2 separate regions of the Macaca mulatta genome follow, and region 2 is linked to region 1. The links are chromatin contacts, called in public Hi-C maps. All regions are on one chromosome and are shown on one strand. The core of a region is the stretch at or near the end of the contact, and the rest is flanking DNA. Distances in the headings are between cores, read along the strand shown.

Region 1 (4,580 bases), core at 699-3,198:
TCAGTACTCCCAACTTACAGCCCAGAAATAACCACTGCTCACAGTAAACACAACATTAAATAATGTTCACTTCTCCCAAAAAGGCCTACTGTGAAGTTGCAGATGCAGGAAAATCTCTGGTGGTGCTGGAGAGATTTAGAAATGAATGCACCTGAGAAATGCTGTCCTCTCCCCTGTCCACTTCCCTACCACGGAGTATGTGAGCTAGGGCTCACTCTGTACTGACTTCTCTTTCACTGTCCCAGAGGCAGGAGTGAGGTGGTCAAAGTCTGTGAAGTCCACATAAAATCATGTATGTGAAAGTGTTTGGCCAACTTTGAAATCATATCCAATTCTTAGTTAATATTACATATTATCATATGTTATTTTTAATATTAATAATTTATATAACAACTAGTCCTTGGAGGGTTTGATGATACCCTCAGTCAGCATTTTCATCACTGGTGAAAGTTTCTCCTCATAACAATCCTGCTCAAGCTCTCCAGCTCAAGCTCTCCAAACGTTATGGCAAAAAATAAAAATAATAAATAAAAAGCATTATGTTGTTTCAAGGTCATCTTACAGTGACTGCAGTTGTATGGGATGAGTATCCCCTATGCGGAAGAATCTCCAGGTCAAAGTGGTACAGTCCAGACACAGCCTTTAGAGCTAAGAGGCCATTTCTTTCAGCCTCAGAAATCACTCAAATATAGCCCTGCAAAAACTTTATAATTTCTCCCTTTCATGGAATGGCGAGTAACATTGAGCTTTTTTATTTCTTTTCTATTTCTGCCTTTTAATTTCACCTCCCACTCTGGTCTGGACCTGCAAGCAATGGGTTCCTAAATGTCAGCTCTGGAGATAATAAAAACATAGCAGAGACTGATATTTTCCCATCCAATTATTTATTCTTTCCCTCCTACAATATAGACACTTAACAATGTTCTACTTACAAAGTGCGCATCCACGCAAAAATTTCCGGACAGGCTAAAAACCATAAAGATGTGATCCATAATCAGGAGAAAAATGAATCAACAGAAACTGATTCAGAAATAAACAAGAGGCAGACGCTGCTCACAGAAGTCTAGAACTCCAAGGTGAAGCCCCCACTGGGTTGGACATTTTCTTATTCCTTATGTCATTTAAAGCACAACTCCCGAGATTTTACGTGATCTAACAGCTAAACGCCTCTCCGTCACAGGTTGTAGAGATTACTCCCAGGTCCCCACGTTGGCTCTGTTCAGATTTTTAGTTATATTTGTGGAAATATGAGTGCATGTTGTCACACACAACGACTGCTTTTTATGGGTTTTGTTTTTATTTTTAAAGACAGGGTCTTGTTCTGGCCCCCAGGCTGGAATGCAGTGGTGTGATCATAGTTCATGGCAGTCTCGAACTCCTGGGCCCAAGCGATCCTCCCAGCTCAGCCTCAGGACTTACAGGCGAGCACCAGCTCACCAGGCTTGATTTTTGTGTTTTTAAATAGACTGAATATCTTTCAGTACTTCCCACCCCCACCCCACCAGGCCCCGACTCCGCCACCCCTAACCCCGCCCCACTTTGTACTACCCAAGCACATCTTGGGAACCTGATGCGGAAAGTCAGGGACGCTGGAGGTGAAGGGCTCAGGAGGCTGTACGGTGGTCCTAGGTGCGCGTGCCCCCTCTCTGGAGTAGTCCCTGGGGTCACGAGGATTTGAAGAGACGCCCTCCCTTCCCACTGCCCCTGTTCTCCCGAGTGCCAGGCCCCTGTGGACAGGCGCCCTGGGCAGGTCTAGCTGGTTGCTAAAGCCTGCTGGGCCCAGACATGAACCCTGCCCTGGCTGGGAAGCGGCGCGGGAGTACAGCAGTTCTGAGGCTGCCCTCCCCTGAGCCGGCTCCCCCAGCCCTGGAGGAGCCGGCGCAAGACGCGCGGGGGCGGGGCCGCGCGGAGGGGCGGGGCTCACCAAGGCTCCACCTCGCCGCGGCCACTGTTCGCACACCTGGTGCTGATCAGCTACGCAGCCGACTCGCCGCCACCCAGAGCGCCGCGGGCCGGGGCGGAGAGGCGCAGAGCGCCGCGCAGCCTCCGGCGAAGGCAAGGAGCGGTGCCCGGCTGGGCCGGCTATGCCTCCAGCTACTGCGGTTCACGCCGGCGCCCGCGCGCCCGCGGCCTCGGGGAAGCAGCCAGGTTCCGGGGGTGCCGCGCTGTGAGGCCGGGGCCTAGAGTCAGCCGCGGCCGCGCAGGAGGGGCACAGGGCCCGCGCTCGCGGGCGCCCGCGTCCCCGCCTCGGCTCGCTGCCCTCGGCTGCCGGCCGCCATGGCCTCCACCGCCCGGGAGAGCGCGGGCTCGCGGCGCCGGCGACCGCCGCGTCACGGGGCGCTACGCGGGCTGCTGCTGCTCTGCCTGTGGCTGCCGAGCGGCCGCGCGGCCTTGCCGCCTGCGGCGCCGCTGTCCGAACTGCACGCGCAGCTGTCGGGCGTGGGGCAGCTGCTGGAGGAGTTCCGCCGGCAGCTGCAGCAGGAGCGGCCGCAGGAGGAGTTGGAGCTGGAGCTGCGCTCGGGCGGCGGCCCCCAAGAGGACTGCCCGGGTCCGGGCGGCGGCGGCTACAGCGCCATGCCGGACGCCATCATCCGCACCAAGGACTCCCTGGCGGCGGGTGCCAGCTTCCTGCGGGCGCCGGCGGCCGTGCGGGGCTGGCGGCAATGCGTGGCGGCCTGTTGCTCCGAGCCGCGCTGCTCCGTGGCCGTGGTGGAGCTCCCCCGGCGGCCCTCGCCCCCGGCCGCCGTGCTCGGCTGCTACCTCTTCAACTGCACGGCGCGCGGCCGCAACGTCTGCAAGTTCGCGCTGCACCGCGGCTACAGCAGCTACAGCCTCAGCCGCGCCCCGGACGGCGCCGCCCTGGCCACAGCGCGAGCCTCACCCCGGCTGGGTAAGCGCACGACTGAGGGGCTGGCCTTGGCCAGAGCGCTCGGGTCCCGCAGCGCCCTCGCCAAGTTGGAACGAAACACACTGGTGTCAAGTTATTTTAGCCGCGGGCACCCAGAGGAGTTTCCGGCATGGGTTTTTCTGTCTTAAGAGGAAGCCCAGTAGATTGGCAGAAGTGGGGGGGCGCGTTGAGGTGCTACTGGAATTTTTCTAGGCTTGAAGAGGAAGGCTGATCTGAGAGGATTCGTGGAAATATGATTTAAAAGAGGAGAAAAACTCAGAGAAAAAAGTTTGTTTTAGTCTCATGGGTTGTATAAGGCATGGTTTCTATTACGTAATTGCAAGAGCAAAATCTAATTAGATGCCGGGCTTCTTATAACACCCACTCCTGTTTCTTAACGTGGCTCTCCTGACTGCTTGCGGTGGCTTTCATCATACAAAAATGGGAGGAAAACTACTGCTCCCTTTTATAAAAAGTGAAAAGAAGGGACTTGATTTTCATTGAAAATAGGAAACTTTAAGGCCGGGCGTGGTGGCTCATGCCAATAATCCCAGCACTTTGGGAGGCCGAGGCGGGCGGATCACCTGAGGTCAGGAGTTTGAGACCAGCCTGACCAATGTGATGAAACCCCATCTCTACTAAAAATACAAAAATTAGCCAGACCTGGTGGCATGCGCCTGTAATCCCAGCTATTTGGGAGGCTGAGACGGGAGAATCGCATGAACCCAGGAGGCGGAGGTTGCAGTGAGCCAAGATCGGGCTATTGCACTCCAGCCTGGGCCACAAGAGCGAAACTCCGTCTTAAAAAAAAAAGAAAAAAGAAAAAGAAAATAGGAAACTTTAAAGCATGTTTCTTAAGGACTAAAAATGATGCTGACTCGACGGTTTGACTTTTTGTAGATGCTCTGAAGGAGAGAATCAGGACACATACAGAAGGCACAAAAATGGTTGTGGTTGGACATGAATGTCATGGAGGGAATAAGAGACCTTGATTGTGCCAACGTGTGGTCATGCTCTGTGTGTTTAATCTTGCCCTGTTGCTGTTTGATTCGTAATAGCACGAATGATATCAGCAAGATGGGGGCAGAACTCAGCCACTTTGGAAGTGTGCATTCTCCAAAACCTGTGGATCCATTAAAAGAGTCGGGAAATCTGTGTCCATCAAGTCTATCACATCCTGCCTCCCTCCCCACCTCTAGGTTAGATGAGGCTCAGAACCCTTGTCAGGGGAGCAGGTATTAAAGGGTCACCCTGTGACTGCTTGGCCTTGAGGCAAACACTGGGAAGGACTCCGTAGCTTTCCCGCTGAAGTGGGGGCAGGTGGCACTTTCACTTGGACCCCCACCAGCATCGCTGAGGCCCACGACGGCTGTTCCACACACATCCTCTCTGCCCAAACACAGACCAAAATATCCCGGCAGCAAAGAAACAAAGTCTCTTCTCTGTGTTCTCACTACTTACCTGGAAGAAACTGATACTGCCTACGTGAGCTTTCCTATAAACCCAGAGGAAACCTTTTAGAAGGAAAACAAACAAGGAAAGAATATGCCATAGAAAAAAAATTTAAAGTTTAGATTAAGAGGCTGGGCACGGTGGCTCATAACTAACCCCAGCACTTTGGGAGGCCAAGGCGGGTGAATCACTTGAGGCCAAGAGTTAGAGACCAGCCTGGGCAACATGCAAAACCCCGTGT
Region 2 (4,580 bases), core at 1,338-3,837, 36 kb before region 1:
AAAGGAAAGTGCTCTGAGCCCTGATTGGAGTTTTGCCCAACTAAATTTGTATTTCATTTGTAAGGTGGCATACATCTCCAGCTTCCTTGAGGTGAGCTCGGTTTAGGAAGTTTCTTTCCTACTGAACTGTGTCAGGAATCTCACCAACGCCTGACGCTGCCCACCACATCTCTTTTGCTGCTGCTGCTGCTGCTGCTGCTGCTGCTGCTGCTGCTGCTGGAACCTGCCTGGGAGGCCCCGGCTGTGAAGGCTGGAGACCCAAGGAAGCTGCCCTGACACCTCTCCTTGTTTTCTGAGCCAGGGGGCCCATCTGAGCCCCTTCACCCCAAGGTGTCTGTTTTCTATGCCTTGTATGAGGTTTGTGTCTTCATAGAAATGGCATTCTAGTAAGAGATAGAAATTTTAAATGGATAGACATGTAAATTATATGGTATGTGTGTTGGGCAGAATAATTCCCTCTCCAACCCCCAGGATGGCAGATCCAGTCCCTGGAACCTCTGTGTTGGGTACATGGAAAGGGCGGTGAAAGCTGCAGACGGAGTTAATGTGGCCGATCAGCTGCCCTGGGAGAACCAGCCAGGCAGGGGTGGAGTTCTCGTGTGAACCAGGACTCAGCCTGGTGGAGCTGCCTTTGAAGATGAGGAAATGGGGCCCTGAGCCATGGATGTGGGCAGCTGGAGCAGCTGGAAAAGGCGAGGAGGAGACAGGTTCTCACCAAGAGCGTCCCGAAGGAACACAGCCCTGACAGCACAGTGACGTTAGCCCCGTGAGACTGTTCAGACTTCTGAGCTCCAGAATAGTAAAGGAATGAATGTGTGCTGTTTTAAGCCACTAAGTTTGCAGTAATTTGTTGCAGCCACAATTAAAAGCTAATAAGGTTTGCTTGATTGTTTATTTATTGGGATAGAGTCTCATTCTGTTGCCCAGGCTGCAAAGGAGTAGCATGATCTCAGCTCACTGCAACCTCCGCCTCCTGGGTTCAAGTGATTCTCCTGCCTCAGTATCCCGAGTAGGTGGGAATATAGGCGCTGGCCACCACACCCGGCTAATGTTTGTATTTTTAGTAGAGATGGGTTTTCACCATGTTGGCCAGGCTGGTCTCAAACTCTCAACCTCAGGTGATCCAGTGGCCCTGACCTCCCAAAGTGCTGGGATTACAGGCATGAGCCACCGGGCCTGGCTTACTAAAGTTATGTTTAAAGTGGTCATTGCTTTAGGGGAACAAGTTCAGGTGAAGAAGGTCCAGGATGGCCTGGGCAGGCAGAGGTCTCGCATTATGAAATAGGGGACTTTACATTTAACAATGGTTAAGATGAAAAATCGTGTTACATGAATTATACCACAATTTTTAAAAAGAAAGAAAGAAATGAACACAAGGATTCCAAATGGGAGGGGCAGGGAGAACCAGGCGTGGAAGCAGGAGTGGGAGTGAGCTGGGCAGATGCCTGAAAGGCAGTCTATGCTGAGGGGAGGGCAACGCAAAGTCCCAAGGCATGGGGACATCTGCAGGGCTCTGAAGACCAGCAAGGAGGCCGAGGGTGGAGGTCGGAACTGAGCAAGCGAGGGGGCATAGAGGACAGCTGACCAGACTGCGCAGGGTTCTCTAAGTGTCTATAGTGACTTTGGTTTTACTGAGAGAAAAGGGGCACTTTTGGAGGGTTTGGAGCAGAGGAGGGGTATGAGTGGTGAGGTTCTGAAGGATCACTCTGGCTGCTCTGTAGTCATTTGGGAGGTGGGGACAGGCATGGAGAACCAAGGAGGGCAGGACTGCAATCACCCTGGCCAGGAGGACAGTGGCCTAGAACCAGGGTCAAGTACTAGATGACAGTGTGGTCAAATCATAGATATTTTATTTCTAGTCCAAAGAAGAGATAAGAAAGAGGTCCTGCAAATAGGTGATTTTTTTTTTTTTAATTCTTCACAGCCTTACCACACAACCTCTAAACCTTCAGTAAAGTTGGCTATATTCACAAGTAGCTGGTGTTACTTTGGTGGGGGCTTTGTAAGGAAGTAGGCAGGGTGTCTTTTAAGGAAGACTCAGGAGAAGAGCTGGTCTTCCAGTTGCGGAGGGGAATGGAGTTGCAAGAAGAAAACAGTGAGGTTGAGCGACACACAGTGGGAACAGGAGCTCAGCGGGCAGGAGCTCCAGGCCTCCAGAGTGCAGGACGGTAGTGCCGTGTTCGCACAGAAACCAGGCAACAGAGGGCGCCAGCACCCACCGGACATGAGGTAGGGCCACTGTCACAGCCAGGCCAGGACCTGCAGAGGCCTAAACCCTGAAAAAAGGTGGGGTCCCCCACCTAGGCCTATTAAGGAAAACATATGTGTGCCATTACATGCTGGTCTCCAACAACTGCTAAAATTACATTAAGTCCTTTCTAGAATTTCGTGGCTGGGACTTGAGCCTGGTCTTGGTCCATTTACTGATGACGAATCTAGTACTGAACTGGACCCAGTTCCTGACGAGGAGCCCTGTCCTAGAATCACTTACACGTGACAGTTGACAGGTGGCCCCACCAGGTTTGCATGCTGGGTGGGTGTTCTGCTAGGCCGGCCTCTCCACGCCCAGGGAGACTGAACTGTTTTCTGCTCCTCAGAGAGTTTGCCCAGAGACTCTGAGGAAGAAAGCAGTCACCTCAGGCCTCTCCATCCTAGAGACGGCAGAAGGACAAACGTCTCCTGCTGGCACAAGGTAGTGGGGTGGAGGGTGGCCGGTGTTCCAAACACCAGTGCAGAGAGAACATGTGCATGTTTGGGAGTGAAGGAGGAAAGCAGGGGCTTGGGTGGTGAGAGAACCAGGGGCAATGAAGTAAAAGTGGGGTTGGGGGAGCTGCTGGGGGTGTGGGGGCGGGGACGCTGGATAAGGCAGGGAGGACAGGGGTGGCTCTGCGGGTCCTCTGCCTCCACACCAAACACTCAGGGATCCGTGCCTCCCGCCAGTCTGGAGTCCCAATCGCCCCTCTCTCCAATTTGGGGGACAGGGATTTCTCCTTGCTCTCCTGCCCTAACTCCTTCCTTCCAACTTCTCTTGTCTCATTCTCCCTCAGATCGTCCCCTCCACTTATGCCAAGGCTTCCACAGCCTCGCTCTGCCGGGCCTTGGCATTCCCAGCCTGGGTGTTGAAACAATTGGCCGGGATCTCAAGGCAGCTGGGCAGGGAGAGGATGGTTAGAAGCCCAGGGCACACTGCCACAAAAAGGCTGTGACTCATTTTCAGGGATTGAAAAATGCAGTCCAATTCATTTTAAAATTTTCGTCTCTCTTGGGACTTCAGGCTGAAAGTTCTTTATAGCAACGGGCTTCCGGGGACTACATGTAATTATTGGTTCCTCTTTCCTTATCATCTGCTTCTTACTTCAATTAAAATTCCACTTCAGCCGGGTGTGGTGGCTCACTCCTGTAATCCCAACACTTTGGGAGGCTGAGTAGGGAGGATTGCTTGAGCCCAGAGTTTAAGATCAGCCAAGGCAATGTGATGAGACCTGTCTCTACACCAAAAATTTAAAAATTAGCTGGGTGTGGGGGCTCACACCTGTAGTCCCAGCTATTCTGGAGGCTGAAGTGGGAGGACTGATTGAGCCCGGAAGTTCAAGGATGCAATGAGCCGTGCTCATGCCACTGCACTCCATCTGGACAACAGAGCAAGACCTGGTCTCAAAAAACAAAACAAACAAAAATCTACTTCATATGTAGCCATCATTTCGGTTTGGAAGCCACTGCCTGAAGCTGACATTTTGCAGTTAGAATATGGCTATTCCTTCCCATCCCCATGTTGGCTCATGCCAAGCTGGGATTCAGGACCACAGAGGGCAACAAAGGTGGAAGGGCCCCCTTCCCATTTCCTTATGTTTTTCCCAGCCTATCTGCAGCTCTTTCTTTTTCTTCAGTGTTAGGTCAGCATCCCAGATGTCAGGACCCAAGTACAGGCCTGCTGTGCTCCTTCCTGTGAGTCATCAGACTTGTAGAAAATATTGGCCCTGCTAAGGAGCTACTCAGTGGTCATATCACACATACGCATGCACATACACACACACACGCACCCATATGCGCGCAGGCACAAACACACACACACACTGTTCTTGGCCCACCCCCGCTGGTGTCCCCACAGCAGCAGCACTAGTAGGTTGGTAGCAGCGAGTCCCTCTCCCCGCACTCTCAGGGCCTGGGTGTGTACAGAACAGGCTCCACTCAGGACAGATTTGAGACCCCTTATCCAGACCAAGAGGCGGAAGTGCACCCTCAAAACTGGGGTGCTTTAACCTTAGCAGCCAGAGAACCAGGTAGGGGATGTGTAAAAAATGTGCTTCCCTGGGCCCCTTCAAACCCTTGACCCACTATCCTCTGAGGAGACAACCCCTTATCCCTCCAGCCCCATGGAGAGAGCCCCGCCCAGAGTCCACGGTTACTTTCTTTGAAGTCTGTTCCATCTAGTTAAGAAAGGACAGTGGTTCAGACCCACTTACCAGTGATCATGAGTCACAGGATGTCACCCTCTGGGTCTGACATGCACTTGAATTAACTGGCATACTGCCCGGCACACAGAGGGAACCCAGATGTGGAATGGATATGGGTGGTGTTAC

Evidence for each region. A called contact is a pair of places that touch in the nucleus more often than the background predicts.
Region 2: a contact with region 1 is called in a Hi-C map of cortical neurons, with 3 times the contacts expected there. The contact joins the promoter of LOC695031 here to the promoter of LRP11 in region 1. A contact is called at or near these places in 8 of 14 Hi-C or Micro-C datasets (CD4 T cells, blood, cortical neurons and 4 more).

Annotation. Positions count from the first base shown.
Region 1 is chr4:68,373,104-68,377,683 of T2T-MMU8v2.0, reverse strand. It overlaps LRP11 (LDL receptor related protein 11), which reads left to right and starts at 1,948. Exons shown (of 7, transcript XM_028847205.2): 1 at 1,948-2,890. The coding sequence starts at 2,278.
Region 2 is chr4:68,410,031-68,414,610 of T2T-MMU8v2.0, reverse strand. LOC695031 (retinoic acid early transcript 1E) reads left to right here and starts at 2,587. Exons shown (of 7, transcript XM_077999519.1): 1 at 2,587-2,692.